Linked DNA regions of Oryctolagus cuniculus: region 2 is linked to region 1. A link is a contact called in public Hi-C data. All regions are on one chromosome and are shown on one strand. The core of a region is the stretch at or near the end of the contact, and the rest is flanking DNA. Distances in the headings are between cores, read along the strand shown. Region 1 overlaps MICAL2 (microtubule associated monooxygenase, calponin and LIM domain containing 2). Region 2 overlaps DKK3 (dickkopf WNT signaling pathway inhibitor 3).

What was found. A called contact is a pair of places that touch in the nucleus more often than the background predicts.
Region 2: a Hi-C map of an unstated tissue shows a contact between it and region 1, with 2.2 times the contacts expected there. The contact joins two enhancer-like sites. A contact is called at or near these places in 2 of 6 Hi-C or Micro-C datasets (skin fibroblasts and an unstated tissue).

Annotation. Positions count from the first base shown.
Region 1 is chr1:53,998,227-54,005,988 of mOryCun1.1, reverse strand. MICAL2 (microtubule associated monooxygenase, calponin and LIM domain containing 2) reads left to right here. Exons shown (of 36, transcript XM_070073245.1): 17 at 2,215-2,364; 18 at 3,669-3,791; 19 at 4,805-5,023; 20 at 5,265-5,366; 21 at 6,513-6,635. Among named protein-coding and RNA genes, the nearest start is that of PARVA, 110 kb to the right of the region's middle. Within about 2 kb of position 2,943, at least 2 of the 8 cell types and tissues checked have an H3K27ac peak or open chromatin away from gene starts, as enhancers often do.
Region 2 is chr1:54,230,680-54,238,441 of mOryCun1.1, reverse strand. The region is part of intron 4 of DKK3 (dickkopf WNT signaling pathway inhibitor 3); the gene reads right to left. Among named protein-coding and RNA genes, the nearest start is that of DKK3, 20 kb to the right of the region's middle. Within about 2 kb of position 4,256, at least 2 of the 8 cell types and tissues checked have an H3K27ac peak or open chromatin away from gene starts, as enhancers often do.

The DNA.
Region 1 (7,762 bases), core at 1,694-4,193:
CCCAGTGCCCACGAGCGCCACCGTCTGGTGAAAGAGAAAAATTGCAGAGTCAAAGGAGGGCACTAATGGAACACCTGCTTCTGAAAAATTGCTTAGCAGAAGCGAGCTGGTTCCTGCTCCACGAGGCAGATCTTTCAAGAGACCTGAGATACGCACTTCATCCAAAAAAAAAAAAAAAAAAAAAAGCTAATTCAGAAAGTTCGTGGAAATTGAATCAAAACATAAATTGATTTGGGGGCGAGGAAGTTTTTTCATAATGCTCACTTTCCATGCATTTTTAAGTGTTTGCATGTTGTTGGTGACGTGAGGGGATACCACCCTTGTGTAGCCCTTTTCTAGAGTGTCTTTGGGTGACCCCAGCACCAAGTGTTGCTTGCAGCCTCTTTAGCCAACAGGGAGTTCATTGAGAGGCGGGGCAGGGGCTGAGTGGCAGCTGCCAGTCACAGGTGGCGGTACCTCCTCCCCAGAAGCTTCCCTGGGTGTACTGTGTCTCAGCTGGAAGTCTCTTCCTGCCTTTCCTGCTCCTGCTCCTTCGAGGAGGGCCAGGTGCTGTTTCCTTGGCTGGCAGCCCACGACCAGCAGTGGGGAGAAATCTACTCTGCATCTGCTCCTTCTCAGGAGGCGCTGGGCTGTTTCCTGGGCAGCTGTTTTGCTGAAAGTCAGCTCTAACAAAGCAATCAATCTTTCTAAAGTCCGGCTACTCAAAGATCTGGCAGCTTCGGTGTCACCTGGCAGCGTGTTTAGAACGCAGACTCTCGGTGCCCACCCAGTCCTCCCGCCAGCAAAGCTGTCTTTGCACATCAGTTCCTAGGTGCTTCATGTGCACAGCGAGGTGTGGAAGGCGCCGCCGGTCCGGGTGGCTCTCTGTCCTGGCTGGCCTTGGCCATGTAAGGTGTTTGTGCTCAGTGCATTTCCCATGGTGAATTACAGAGGGCCTCTCTGGTCTGTGTTTGCCCAGCACTTCAGAGTGGCTGTGCACACAAGGCTCCCTGAATACACACAGTGAACGCAGCTTGCCTCTTCCAGCCCAGTTCTTTGTTATGGTGAGAACCCCTGCTCTGTCTCCCTGGGGGAGCCTCCTGCCCCCAGACAAGGCAGTGCCATTATACACTTCTGAGGCCTGCGGGGCTGGGGGGGAGGGGGCAACAGACACTCCTGCAGGCCCCTGGTGATTTTCTGTTGCTATTGTTAGCAGATGAGCTGGAAAAGTCTTACAGGGAGCCTCGTGTTCTAAAACAGCACACCCAAGCCGTCAAGATCTACTTCACCATTATAAGCCATGTTGGCATCACAGATCCCTTTGGGATGTGATGAGAAGAGCAGTTCCCTCTGTGGTATCCTCCCACAACCCAGGGCTCATCGTGAGCAAACAGCAGAACAGCCCAGACTGGGGGACTTCCTACCAAACAGCTGCCAGTGCCCTTGCAAGGTGGCATGGCCAGGAAAGACAAGGAATGGAGAGAATGGAGGAAACCCAGGAAGGAGAGTGGCTAGATGCCGCGTGGGTTCCTGGATTGACCCTAGAGAAGGAAAAGGATCTCAGGGGGAAAGCCGGGGCAGTTGGATAAAGTCTAACTCGAGTAGCATTGTGCCACTGTGGATTTAGTTCTGATAACAACAGTAGAGTGATTATTCCAGATATTAGCGGTCAAGACAATTAAATGTGTGCAGGGTGTGCAGAAACAGTCTGTGCTATTTCTACAACATTTGTGTAAATCTGAAATTGTTCCTAAATTAGAAGGTAGCAAAACCCAACAGGACTGGGCGAAGTTGGGGGGAAGAGAGAGGAGCCCAGAGCCTGTGCCTGGCCAGGCTGCTCCCCTGCGCCCCAACCCTTCTCAGGCTCAGGGTGTGTTCTGAAACCCATTTTGCTTGCCATGTTTGATTCCTGCACGTGAAGTGGGTTTCCTTCCATTGACCGATGAGGGAATTCCAGGGATGCTGAGCAAATATCACACAGCTGGGGAGTGAAAGTCAGGACTCAGGCCCTAACTGGCTGCCTCCTAAGCCCAGCCAGGCTCAGGCTCTGGAAGGCGTGACCCCTGCCGTGAGCATGGTCTCTACCGGGTATCCCCGCTGCGCCGGCCTCACGTCCTCAGCCCACAGAGGGAGCCCCACTTCAGGAACCCAGTCCTGTGTCCTGAGTCCCCGGGCCCCCTCCCTGCTATGTGGGTCCAGGAGCCAACCTGCCTTGTGCTGTTGTGACTTCTACAGCCACCAGCCTTTTCCAGCCGGAGCCTGGGCTCCAGTCAGGAGTGTGGCAGCAGTAAGGAAGGCGGCAGTCAGAACAAAGTCAAGTCCATGGCAAATCAGCTGCTGGCCAAGTTTGAGGAGAGCACTCGGAACCCCTCGCTCCTGAAGCAGGTGAGTCACATAGCCAGCGCTCGCCGGGCCTGCGGCTGCCGGGAAGGTAGCAGAATTGTTCAGGCTAGAGATGGATTGCCACTGTGCCAGCCAGGCCTGGTTAAAGCGACACCCGAGCTTCTAATCCTGGAGTCAGCAGACTTTTCTAGAAGAAGCCAGATGAGCAACTTTTTCTACGTGTGGGAGGCAGTGCTGTCTCTGTGGCAACTACACGATTCTGCCATTGAAGTGCGAATGTAGCCATAGACAGATGAGTCTGACTGTGTTCCAATAAAACTTTATTTCCAAAGCAGGCAGCGGGCCAGTGTGCTGGCACCTGTTCTGCGTTAAGGAAATCCATTCCCCTATGTGGTTGTGCTTTGCAACCGCGACATGAGAGGCACACTTGAGGGAGCTGCTGAGTTGCAGGCTGTGTGTTAGTGTTGTCCGTGTTGCAAAGAACCATTCAAACCCAGGGAAACTGAACCAGAGGTGGACAGGCATTCTGGCCACACCCGAGTCCCCTGGGCCTCCCCTCCTGCCCTCTACCCCGGGTCAGCCTGAGGCTGAAGAAGGTCAGGCTGCCAGCTTCGCTTTGACTCTAGCTGCTGGGCCTGTGCCTGGGGCGCTCTTTGCCCCCCTGAATTTCCACTAGGGGTGCTGCTGCCTCCTTACAAAAGCTTGCGAGAGGGTCTGGCTCCCCCGCAGAGAACACCTGCCACACAGCAGCCAAGACCCCTTTCAAAGGAGTGGGCTCTGGGATCATTGGCTGTCTTGGTGGTCTTGAGGTGGGCCCTGCCTCTCCTGGACCAGCTGCGCTTTCCCAGGTGGTGGAGGAGCTTTATTCTAAGGGACCACTTTCTGAGACTTGAAATTCTCAAGAACTGTCCTCAGTGGCCCCTTGTGGAGGCCCACCCCCCACAGTTACTGGATGCAGACGAGGGCTCTCTTCCATCAGAAGAACTGGCAGGTCCTCCCCCTCGGGTGGGCGGGAAGCTTTCCTGCCCCCGGGGAGCACTGCTGGGCTGGCCGCCCGGCCCGGCGTGGGCTCTGGCAGTGCCAGCCCAGGGCGCTGTGTCTGAGCCAAAAGCAAAGCCTCCCTGGGATTCACACGTTGTCTGGGAGGAGGGGACTCTAGGAATCCAGGCTGTTCACAAGGGCTCGGGTTTCCGGGCTGGGCCCGGCTTGCGGGAGCTCAGGCCAGTGCTCCAGCCGCTCCTGCCCGCTGCCCCTCCTGCACCTCCTCGCTCCTCTGTCCTCTCTGACTCACCTTTTCCTTCCTGTCTCCTGTGGCTGCTTTTCGGGACTGGCCTTTCTCCTCCCAGGAACGCCGTAACTCAGGGATAGGTAAGACCACCCTGTGCTCTTCCTCTGACCTTCCTGCTAGCTCTCACTGCCCCAAGCCGGACGAGCCCACACCCAGCCCATCACCTCCTCTGAAAAGGCAGGTAGGGCTCCGTCCAGTGGATGCTGTGTGGGTGAAGCCAGAGGGGGCTTTGAGCAGAGGGGTAGGGTTAGCAGCTCCGTCCACCCCCCAGATAGGGCTGATTGTAGAGGCTGTGGGCAAATGACACAGCTTGAGGTCCCCACATTTCCAGGTAAGAGTAACCAAGTACACGGCATCTTGGAATCCATGCCAGGACCCCCTCGACCAGTCGAAGGTACCAACTGGCCAACCGCCGTGCTCTTGGTGTTGTTACCTGGGGAAAATGGAACCCCGGCAACGTGGGATGTTCCGTGTGATGCCCTGTGACACTCAGCTTTGTCTGTAGACTGATGCTTGAATAGGCTGATTTCCAAATCAATGACTCAGCGATGCTGGAATGGACTCGGGCCATGTGGCCGTCACCATTGAAGGGGGAAGGCATGGACGTGGCGAGACGTCCTGGCTGCCAGAGTAGCCAGGGTGGCAGCTGGCGGCCACCGACTGTAGCTCACTCCAGCCACGCTGTCCGGGTTTGGAATTTGAACAGAATCCCTCTTGCTGACCACAGAGCTCAGAGCTGTCGGTCAGTGTTAGGAAGTTGGTGCTGTTCCCAGGTGGTGGAGGTTGAGGGAGACGGCTCTGAGCATAGCACAGCTAGCTGGGGAGCCGCGTGAACTGTGCCGACGGCTACTCTCTCTAGGGCCATCAAACCAGCATCTCTGGGGCTGGGCCAGACTTGGGGGCTTTTTCAGGTACCTGAGATTATTCCAATGTTCAGCTGGGATTGAGGACCAGGGTGGAATGGGTTTTGATTCAGGGGGCCCGGGGTGAGGGGCAGACTCTGTGTCGTGATCGAGGGTGCCAGGTGGTTCCGAGGCAGGTAGACGAAGCTCAGCCGGGAGGCCAGTCTGGAGTCTGACTCACTGTGGCACCCGGTGTGGCCTTCGGCTCGGTCCTCGGCGGGGGGACTCCCTAGAGCGGGGCCTAGGGCAGGGCCGCAGGAGGGAAGGAAGCTTGATTTTCCCTCTTTCCCAGTTCCCCTCCACGGCTGTGCCAGGGCACGTGCTCCGAGAGCTCAAGCAAGTGTCTGCAGGCGGCGAGTGCCCGAGCAGGCCCTGGAGAGCCAGGGCCAAGTCTGACCTGCAGCTGGCTGGGCCCGAGAGCCCCCCGGCCCTGCCTCCCGCCTGCCAGGGAGCCCTGGCCCTTTCAGGGGTGCTGCGGCGGCTGCAGCAGGTGGAAGAAAAGATTCTCCAGGTGAAAGACTGTTCCTGGCCCTCGCCCCTGGCCATGCCTCGGTGACTTCCCGTCCTGTCTCCCCTCCTCCTGCCTGTGGGGGGCGGGGGTCCCTTCTCCTGCTTGCTCCCTGCCTGCTGTCCCACTGTCTGTGGTGAGTGGACAGGGTCCCCACCAGCCTTCCTCACCTTTCTCTTGGGGGCACCGCCATAGTCTCTGTCACTGCCTCTCTCTTCTTTCTCCCTTCTTGCCTCGACTGCAGAAGAGGGCCCAGAACTTGGCCAACAGGGAATTTCACAAAAAGAACATTAAGGAGAAGGCGGCTCACCTGGCCTCTCTGTTCGGACATGGGGATTTCCCACAGGTAAACCCGGGGCGCCGGAGCCCCCAGGAACACACAGGCCGGCCGGCCCGGCACCCAGGAGCAGTCTCCGGAGTTTGGTCTGCCCCTCCCGCCTTCTACTGCCTGAGAAGTTATCCAATTTTTAAAGCTGCTCAGATGTTTGAACTGGCATCTGAAAAAAGACCTAAGTGAGAGACTCAGCATAACTAGATGATGCCAAAGGGGAGGTCAGGGCAGGAGCTTGAGCTCACGTTAACAAAAAATGCTACTAAGCAGAAACACGGACTGTTACAGCCCAGACAGGTTCTGAGCCAGCCTGGAGCTTCCGAAGGGCCCACGCAAAGAGGGCATGCTGGCCAACTGCAAGCGTAACACTGCCTTTAAGGTGAAAGCAAACCAGCTGCTCGCGATGCCTAGGGGCACGGTGGAGACATCTCCCTGAGGCCCTGACAGGCGACCCTAAAGGATGAGGTCAAGCTCGTGCTGTCAGCTGGGTTCTGCTTGGCAAGAGGCAGTGTCGGGCCAGTGAGAGTGACTTTGCCTTAGACCAGGGAGTGCAGCCCCCTCCGAGTCAGGTCCTGGTTTGGAGACTTGCTGGGGAGAAGAGCGTGTGCTCCCAGGGAGGTGTGAGCTGACCGTGAGTGCCGGCTCCCTGTCCCTGGCCGCGAGCCCACCTCTCAAACTTCTCTGCTCCACGCTGACCTCCCAGATGAGGTAGAATCACTGATGTGCGCACAAGGCTTCATGTTCAGTTCATGTTCAGGGTTGCCCGGCACAGTTGTCTGCCTGCAGCTGCCGAGCCCCTGCTGGGGCCCTCTGCCCCGAGGCAGCCCACGGTGCCCCCTTCCTAAGCCTGCAGCTGCCACTTCACGCCAAGCTCCGTCAGTAGCCCTGGCATCCGGGGCGGATGGAGGCAGAAACAGCATTGCTGCAGCTGTTTTGGTGTGACGGGGGAGCTGGCACACTTTGTAGCTGAATGCGGCGTAACCAGGAGCCAGATAATCCTGCCTGGCTCCAAAGGCAGAGCTTTCAGTTTTGCTCCGAGCCACAAGCCCAGTGTTGGCCCTGTGCTCTGAGGCCACGGGCGTGGGGCCGCATCGTGGAGGCAGGCGTGCCTGGGCAGTCCCCTGGGATAATCCTAGTTTCCTCTGTCTCTGTTCCGTGCAGAATAAACTGCTCACTAAAGGCCTGTCTCCTACTCATCCTCCGTCTCCTCCCTCTTGCCTTCCATCTCCTGACTCCGCTCCACCCTCTCCGCCGGCTGTCAACACTGCTTCCTCTTCCAGAAAGGTAGTTGTCCTCAGTGGTTCGCCTCCCTCGCGCTGCACAGATGGACATCTGGAGCCCGGCCGCGCTGCGCTGGGCTGAACGTGTGTGAGCTATTTTACAGCAGCCCTGGAAGCTGATTTGGCTTTGCGCTGGAGCATGCAGCGTAGCAGAACGGGCAGCCCACGAGAGCCTGCCAGGCGGCGCTCACTGACCGGGCAGCATTCATGAGTACCCACCAGCCACCTCCCAGAGCCCGCAGCGGCACGGGGCGCGGTGCCCTTACAGAGCTTGGATGAGAAACAGCATGCTGGTGTGGGAATGCTGCATTGTACTGTGTGACGTTGCCGATGTGTGGCTAGCGTTGATCTAACAAGATGCAGTTCAGGACAAGGCTGCGGGAGCAGAGAGGGGAGAAGCGTGGGAAACATTCGGCAGCCAGGGGGTGAAGGCTGGGTGGGAGGGTTCTGCAGGAGAGAAGTGCAGAGCCAGGAGCATCTTGGGGAGCGGCTGGCGTGTGCAAAGGCAGGCAGGCAGACCTGCATTACGCCAGGAGGCAGAATGTGTGGCGGGACTTGAACTCAGGGATCAGAGTGTCTGCAGGGCGTCGTGTGTCAGGGTAAAGTGAGCGCACACCTTTCACGTTAAGGAATTTCATTTCACCCTCCGGGCCGCAGGGAGCCGCTGGAGCATCCAGTCCGTGCTTTGGAGGCACATTCCACGTTTTCCGTGTGTCCTCCTGTGACCTGGCACAAAGGCAGCCCCCTGAGAGGAGAGGGGAGAAGAGGGGCTTGGGGAGCCTGGCCTCTGGCTTGTGAGAGCATTGGAATTCACAGGAAGCCCCCACGGTGTGAGCTCTTGCCCCGGGGACAGGTCTGGTGTCTAGCACACCCAGTCCCTGTGCCTCCCCTCCGAGGCTTGGCTAGCTGCGCTGAGCTGCCCTATAGAGGCTCTGCTGGGCTGCCGCGTGCCGTTAGGCCGGTGCTGAAACTGGCTCCTTGCTGGCACACTGTAGAAAGATTAGAAGCCGCCTTTTGGGGTGCAGCTGGAGATGCCGCTCCTTGGGCCCCCAGCTCTGTGGGGAGCACGGTAGCTGTAGGTTCCCAAGGAAAGAGCAAGGAGTCTTCCCAGCTCCAACCCCCGCCCCCCGC
Region 2 (7,762 bases), core at 3,007-5,506, 230 kb before region 1:
CATTTGACAAGGCAGTTCCAGCCAAAGGCCTTGTCCTTCTTGGAGAGACTGATGGTCACTGCCATCACGGGCAGCCGGAGCATGCAAGGTGCCCATCTGGGCTGACCCGAGAGGACCCAGGACTGCCTGGGTGAGGCTACTGTGTCCGGGATGGACTCCAACCCTGGTGTTTTCAAGTTCCAGATCTTCCCAAGGCCAAGAAACAGGATTCTTTTCAACTTCCATCTCCTGCCAGTCCTTAGAGTTCAAACCATCTGAACAGGAGGCTGGCATTCCTGGAGGTCCCTGAGGGTGAGTCTGATCCATAATCAGGAATTTCACTCCAGGGAAGGCAAAACACACCTGCACCCTTTAACACATCCCCTGGCCTGCACACCACATCCCCTGTGTGGACACTGGCCATCACCCTATCAAAACCAGTGGGCTTAACCCTTTCTGTGCCACAGACCCCTTTGGCAGCCCCCTGCTCAGAACACTGCATTTTGATGGATAAAGGAAAACACACAAAATTACAAAAGAAAATGATTGCCCTGAGACACAGCTATCACAATATTTTGAGATATAGTATTTTATGGGCTTCTATGCTAAGCCACTGGACAGGAAGATCTAGTCGCAGATCTGACAGTTACTGTAACTTCTAAGTAGTGGTAAGCAAAAAGACAGGCACAACAGGAAGAGAATGCAAACGTACTTGAGACTGCTCCTGGAGTAGAGGCATTGCAATAACACAGATCGGAGCAAGTGCTCAGTTTAATTGGAAAGTTTGTGAAAACAAGAATGTATTTCTTTCCCCAGGAGTTCTAGATGGGGCTGGCATAGCAAGTGAAGCCACCACCTGTAGCACCAGCATCCCATTTGGGTGCCTGTTCAAGTCCCAGCTGCTCCACTTCTGATCCAGCTCTCTGCTACGGCCTGGGAAAGCAGTAGAAGATGGCCCAAGTGCTTGGGCCCCTGCACCCATGTGGGAGACAGGAAGAAGCTCCTGGCTCCTGGCTTCAGATTGGCTCAGCTCCGGCCATTGCTGCCATCCGGGGAGTGAACCAGCAAATGGAAGACCTCTCTCCCTCTCCCCCCACCTCCTCACCTCTCTGCCTCTGGCTCTCCGTAACTCTGCCTTGCAAGTAAATAAAACTTAAAAAAAAAAAAAAAAAAAAAAAGGGAAACTCCACAGTGAATCCAAGCATAACAACCACTTCATTGGCCTCCAACCTAACCCCCCTTTAAAAACACATCTCAGGGAATTTGTTCAACTCCTTTTAAAAAACAGGAAATGAACATAAATAAATGAAAATCTGAAGAAAAGTCAAAGTAACACAAAACAGAAACAAGGCTACTGCACCTCTGCAGGAAAGAATAAGCACTTCTCGAGCAAGCGGCAGGGTCGCCGGCTGGGGGACAGTCAGGCGTCCACCCTGGGCCTTGGACCCCCAGCCCCAGCCTCGTTCTGCCCGCAGTCGTCACTCTTTCCCCGCCTCCAGCGCTACCCACAAAGTTCTTCCGCGGTAAGGACGAAAATGCAGCTTCTGGCATTTTTAAACTTTTTGTGTTGAACCCTTTATGTTGCTGAGTCTGTGAAAAACCTCAATAGGTTTCAGTTGTGGAAAAACAGGCACTCTGACTGCGGTTCGTTCATAAGTGGCCACGTTGTGTTCTGCTCCACCCTGTGGGAAGGGAACACGGAGAGCTCCCCCTCCAAGGAGAAGGTCAAATGCAGATGGGCTAGGGAAGGAGTCTGGGCACAGCCAGGCCTCCTACGCAGGCACCCTGCAGCCACCCACCCTCATAGCGGCCCCAGCAGGGCTGGTGGGCATCTATGAGGACTCGGCCGCTCACTGAGCCAGGAGCTGGCTCCAGGGCTATGGAAAGAAGCCATGCCCCCTGCGTGATGGGCTGCCCACATCTGCTCCCTTCCTCACTTCTCCCGTGCAAGCCTGAGCAAGTCATTCAGCTTCACTGGGCCACTTTGCTCATCTGCAAAGTGGGAATGACACACCGAACAAGTTACCATCTAGAAAGATTAAGGGTGATCAGCGGTTCCACACTGGGCAGGGGCCAGACACCCAAATGCTAAAGCAGTGGCTGTCCATGGACCCTTGGGTGGGGCAGTGGTGGACATCTGGACCTCAGCTAGTCACTGTGTGTCTGAGTGCCTTAGCTTCAGGCTGGGGCTGTCCTGACCCCTGTGTTAGGTGGCTCTGGAAAGCTGAAGAACAGGTGAGATGGAATGGCCATCCAGGGCTTGGCACAGAGCAGGTGTTCTTTCAACCCCCAAATCCCAGCACAGTGTGGGGAAGGGGAGCAGCTCTGCCCGGCTACAGGGAGCGTGTCGTCCACAGATACCCTCCAGAGAAACAGATCCTCAAGTGCAAGGCAAAAGGAAAAGGCTGTCAGACAGGGAAACGTGTGTGCGGGGGACTGGGCAGGAGTCAGGTCTCCGTCTGCTGCCACCTGCCACCTTGGCCACCCCAGGGGCCCCTTGGGCTGGGGAGCAGGCCCTCCTTCCCCCATAGGACTGGAAGTTCTTCCATCCCAGCCACTCTTCCCTCGGCCTTTTATTTGTGCTTCCTCTTCGAGGAGGCCCGGAATTATGAGACTATGGAAACTTCAGGCTGTTTTCCCTGTGGCTGTATTTTCCAGATCTCATCATTGCAATGTGTCACTGGCCAGCGTCAGCAGGCGCCCGTGCATGCCACCCACTTCAAACACTCCTGCTGTGGCTCACAGAGATGTTCCGCACACCCGGTCACGAGTGAGGACAGCAGAGAGTGGGTGACAGATGCCACAGTTCCCTCCCCAGCCTCCTCGATATTCTCTCCTGTGACCCGCAAGGCGCCACCATCCCAGGGAGGGGAAGACCCCATGTACACTGTCACACACGCGTCCTTTGGTGATGCTGGTCTTTCATTTTCAGTGTGTATGTCGGTGGCGGGGTTGGGGGTGGGGGGTGTCCCGGTGTGTTCAATGACTCTGGATATAACCAACACAAATCATAGCCAGGTGGTGGGCGGTCTGATAGTTTCCCAGTCACCCAAAATCAAGGTGGCAGACAGCACAAACTCCCCTATCAGTAACACACCTTCTGACTGACATGGTCAAGGTGTATGGGTTCAGAGCCCAATTTTACCACTTAGCCATTTACTATGACTTTTTAATTCCCTGACCTCTGATGTCCTCAACTGTAAAATTATATTTACTTCCCAGTAGTAAAAGGATCAGAAAATAAAACACGGAAAGACATCTGGCTCACGGCCCAGTGCACAGTGGGGGTTCAGTTATCCAGGAGAATGAATGAAGGCAGGAAAAATACGCAGAGGATTGTTTTTCCCAGCAAATAAAACTCGATTGCTGCAGTGCTTTGTGGCATCTCCATGACCTCTAAGTTTCTGTTTTACTTCCTCCTATTTACTCCTGGGCCACACAGCTTTCATGGCTAACCTCAGAGTGGCCACCCCACGCCAGACAAAGGGCCACACAGGTGAGCAGACGAGGTCCCTGCCTTCCGCTCACGGTCTTCTAGACAATTCTTTTGCTGTCAGTTCATGAGTTTCGGATTTTTCTCCCATTCCCCTCCAGTCTTCACCATCTGTCCCATCACTGACCCTCCAAGATATGACACAGACAGGGGCATCCAGACCCTGCTGGCCCACAGCATATTAAAACCTGAGCTCAGCAGGCTGGGAGGTTCCAGCTCTGACCACTGCACAACTGCAGAGTAACGATCTCCCTCCATCTCGGTCTTCCCATCTGCAAAACAGGAGGCTTGGTCTAGACCAGGGGTGGGAACGGTGTCCGCTGCAGTCCTTTTCCAGCCCATTGTCAGTGAGTGCCCCGGGTGCAGCAATGTCCCAAGAGCTGAGAGCCTCTTGGCTCATAAGGACATAACTCTGCAATTGATTAGCAATGTCTGCCCCAGGCATGGCGCTGGGGGGATGGCACTGTACATGCCATGTGTTTTCATTCCTGGTCTAAAGGGGCTCAAAAGACCCTGTGAATTCTGCCATTTGTCACTGTGTGACTCAGAGAAACACTGCTTTGCTTTATCTCTTGCACAAGGCCTGCCTTCACACACATCGTTTCCATCTGTTTGGCCTAACACCTTGGCCACCGTTGCCCTTCAGAAATGTGCTCAGTTCTCATGTTCAAAGCAACAGCAACCGCACAACAAAACACATGTCTTCGCTGACTCATCACACTTGTATCCACTAAGCTACTGCCTCCTGCCTGGAGGCACCAGGAAGTGAGGTCAGGAAGCAGAATCTGCACTTATTTAGCATCTACTGAGTGCCAGACACTCTCCGTGCATTGCCTCCGACTTCCCCAGTCACTCACTGCCTCTCCCTTTCCTAGAGCAGGCCCAGGGCTCAGAGCTGGGGCGGGGGGCGGGCGGTGGGGGCGGGGTTAGGAGCAGGGATCCCAACCCACGGCAGTTTCCAACCTAAGTTCCTCCACACCATGCGCCCCTAGAAAGGACCCAGGTGTCCTGTTTACTCTTTCTTTTCCAGGAGTGGAGGTAAAAATCAAGCCTGACAGGAGGTCTAGACAGAGCAATGGGAGCTGGGAAGACATGTGGGTGGCTCAGTCTCCATCCATCATTGACCAAGAGTAGGGACTTCCTGCCTGATTTGGAGCCCAGCTCAGCTTCTCAGAGTCGGAGCATGACTGTGAATCCTGAGAGCACTGAACATGGCCTTCTGCATGCCCGCCCATAGCCCATCCTGACCCAGCTCCGCGGCAGCTCACCCCGGGGTGCCAGGGCCCTTTAGCTCCAGCCGGGCCATGTATCCTCCAGTGCCTACAACCACAAAAACTGAAAGGTGAAAATCTGTTCTGCTGTGGGCACTGCTGGCGGGAATGTAAAGTGGTGCAGGTGCCATGGAAAAAGGTATGTGGGGGCCATTGGTTGGCACAGTGGTTACGCACCTGGCTGGAACATCACATCCCATACTGGAGTGCCTGAGTTTGAGTCTCAGCTCTGCTTCCAATTCCGGCTTCCTGTTCATGTGCACCCTGGGAGGCAGCAGGTGATGGCTCAAGTCTTGGGTCCCTGCCACCCATGTGGGAGACCCAGATTGAATTCAACACTCCTGGGTCCTACCTGGTCCAGCCCTGGCTGTTGCAGGCATTTAGGGGGTGAATCAGTGGATGGGAGATCTCTCTCTCTCTCAAAAACAATGTTCTATTAAGAACATGGGTATAGGAAGTTCAGGAATTAATTAAGACCTAGGTTTGTTTCATTTCTTTTTTTTTTCTTTTAATACTGGCTCTGGCATCTCCTAGCACTGCTGAACCATTTCTCTAAGGCTCAGTTACTCTCTGCAAAATGAGGTCAGCATCACGTGGCTGTCTCGGGGACTACGTGAGGGGCTGTCAGATCCCTAATACAGTGCCTGGCACTCAGCCCTGGGGTTCCTCAAATGGCTGTTTTGACCTTGACCTTGGCCATCACCTGTCACTCTTGCAGTCGCGATGAGCTCGAGTGATTACTGAGCTCTCAATCGCCACACAGCACAGGTGGGCAAGTCTGCACTGTAACTAGGCTCTATCCCGCACACGAGAAAGTGGCGGGTTTACAGAGAGTGGTTAATCTGGTCCCTCTCTGAATCACAGTGAATAAACAAGGGAACCCTGGAGAAAGGTGCAGCCTTTGATGTCATTTTAAAAGCAAAACTAAGCGTGTTTTCCAGAATGATGCAGAACGCATGGGAGGGCAGAGCCCACAAAGCTGATGACCAGGCTGCGAAGGCGCCGTGGTGAATGCCTTCCCCAGGGGTCTGGAAGAATCCCCAGGTCCCTACAGCCAAGGCCAACCACACACCAGCATGAAGGAGCAGCTCAGCCGACTTGTCCAGACGCCACAGAAGTCGGACTGCCCCGTCGCGGACACCATCCGCCAAATGAGACTTCAGGCCCAATCACTGTCACTTGCCTGGCCAGCCTGCTGGCAGCGCACAAAAGCAGAGACTCCCGTTCTAAGTGAAGCTTTCCAGACTTGAAGGCCTGAAGCCAGGCTTCTCGCAGGGCAAGGGCTCTGCCTCAGGCCCCAGCCTCGGCGGGAATAAGCAAAGCCCAACCCCACCACCGTCCCTGCCGTCCAAACCACGTCTTCCTGGCTCACAGCACAGGGAAAAGCACGGCAGAAGCCGGATGCGTTCCCCACTCAGCACGCATTCCCAGCCCCTTGGCGTGGCTCTCAAAGCCAATTCCTGCCCCTCCCCAGCCTCCTCTGCAGCTTGCCCAAGCCTGCCTCCAGCACTGACATTCTAAGCTCCCGAGTGTTCCTCAGACATGTTCCTACCTTTACACACCTTACTTCCCTCCGTCCCCACAACCGAGAATCCCACACACCACTCAAAATGCAGCTCAACTGCCACCCTTCTAGGAAGCTGGTCAAGAAGAGTGAACGGGGCCAGTGTGCTGATGCTGCAGGTGACGCCATCCCTTGCAACGCCGGCATCTCGTAGCAGAGTGTGGTCTGGGTCCACCTGCTCTGCTTCCAATCCAGCTTCCTGATCATGTACCAGGGAAGGCAGCAGACGATGGCCCGAGGAGTCTCAAGACCTCAGTGCACTCTGTTTATAACAGACCACAAGAAACCTGCCCTCTGCCAACGGAGCTGTCGGCTGGACAATGAGCATCCTTGAAAAGACAGACAGGGGCCGGCGCCGTGGCTCAATAGGCTAATCTTCCACCTTGCGGCGCCGGCACACCGGGTTCTAGTCCCGGTCGGGGCACCGGATTCTGTCCCGGTTGCCCCTCTTCCAGGCCAGCTCTCTGCTATGGCCAGGGAGTGCAGTGGAGGATGGCCCAGGTGCTTGGGCCCTGCACCCCATGGGAGACCAGGAAAAGCACCTGGATCCTGGCTCCTGCCATGGGATCAGCGCGGTGCGCCGGCTGCAGCGGCGGCCATTGGAGGGTGAACCAGCGGCAAGGGAAGACCTTTCTCTCTCTGTCTCTCTCTCACTGTCCACTCTGCCTGTCAAAAAAAAAAAAAAAAAAAAAAGACAAGACAGACAGGGACGAAGGGAAATAAGGTGGTGTAGAGGTAAGAACGTGTCTGAGGAGCACCCAGTAGCTTAGAATGCCAGTGCTGGAGGTAGGCGTGGGGGAGCAGCAGAGGAAGCTGGGGAGGGGAGGAGCTGGCTCCTGAGAGCCACGCCTAGGAGCTGGGAATGCGTGCTGAGTGGGGAACACATCGGCGTCTGCAGTGCTCTCCCCTGCGCTGAGCTGCCTACCGTGACGTAACTTGTGCCTCTGCTTACAAAGGGAGACCCATGAAGAACTCTCCCCGCGAAGTCTCCCTGGGTGCCTGATCTGACCCCGGCACCAGGCACCCTGTACACCCTCTGCCCAGAAAGAGCACATCCATATTGCAGTGATCTCTGTATGGTTCTGATCCACTGTTAGCCTGGGTGCTCCTCTACTTCAGAGACACCTTTGACATCTACCTGCCAGAAAACCCAGTGGGTGCTCAAAACAATGTACAAACCATTGAGTTCACACATTCTGGGCATTCCGAGAGTCATGGACTGGGGAAGCCAAATCATACTAACAAGTGGCTGACACCGACTGACTTCCAGCTCCTGTGTCCAGGAGCCACACTGCGTTTCTGACCTCGATCACTTTGTTGTGTCCTCCTGACAATACCACCCAGAAGGGAAGCTTACTAACATTTGGGGCAACTGAGGCTTAGAGGATTTAAGGATCTGAAGCAAAGTTTTGCAGCTGGTGAGTGAGGTGAGCAACAGAGCTGGCATCTGAACTG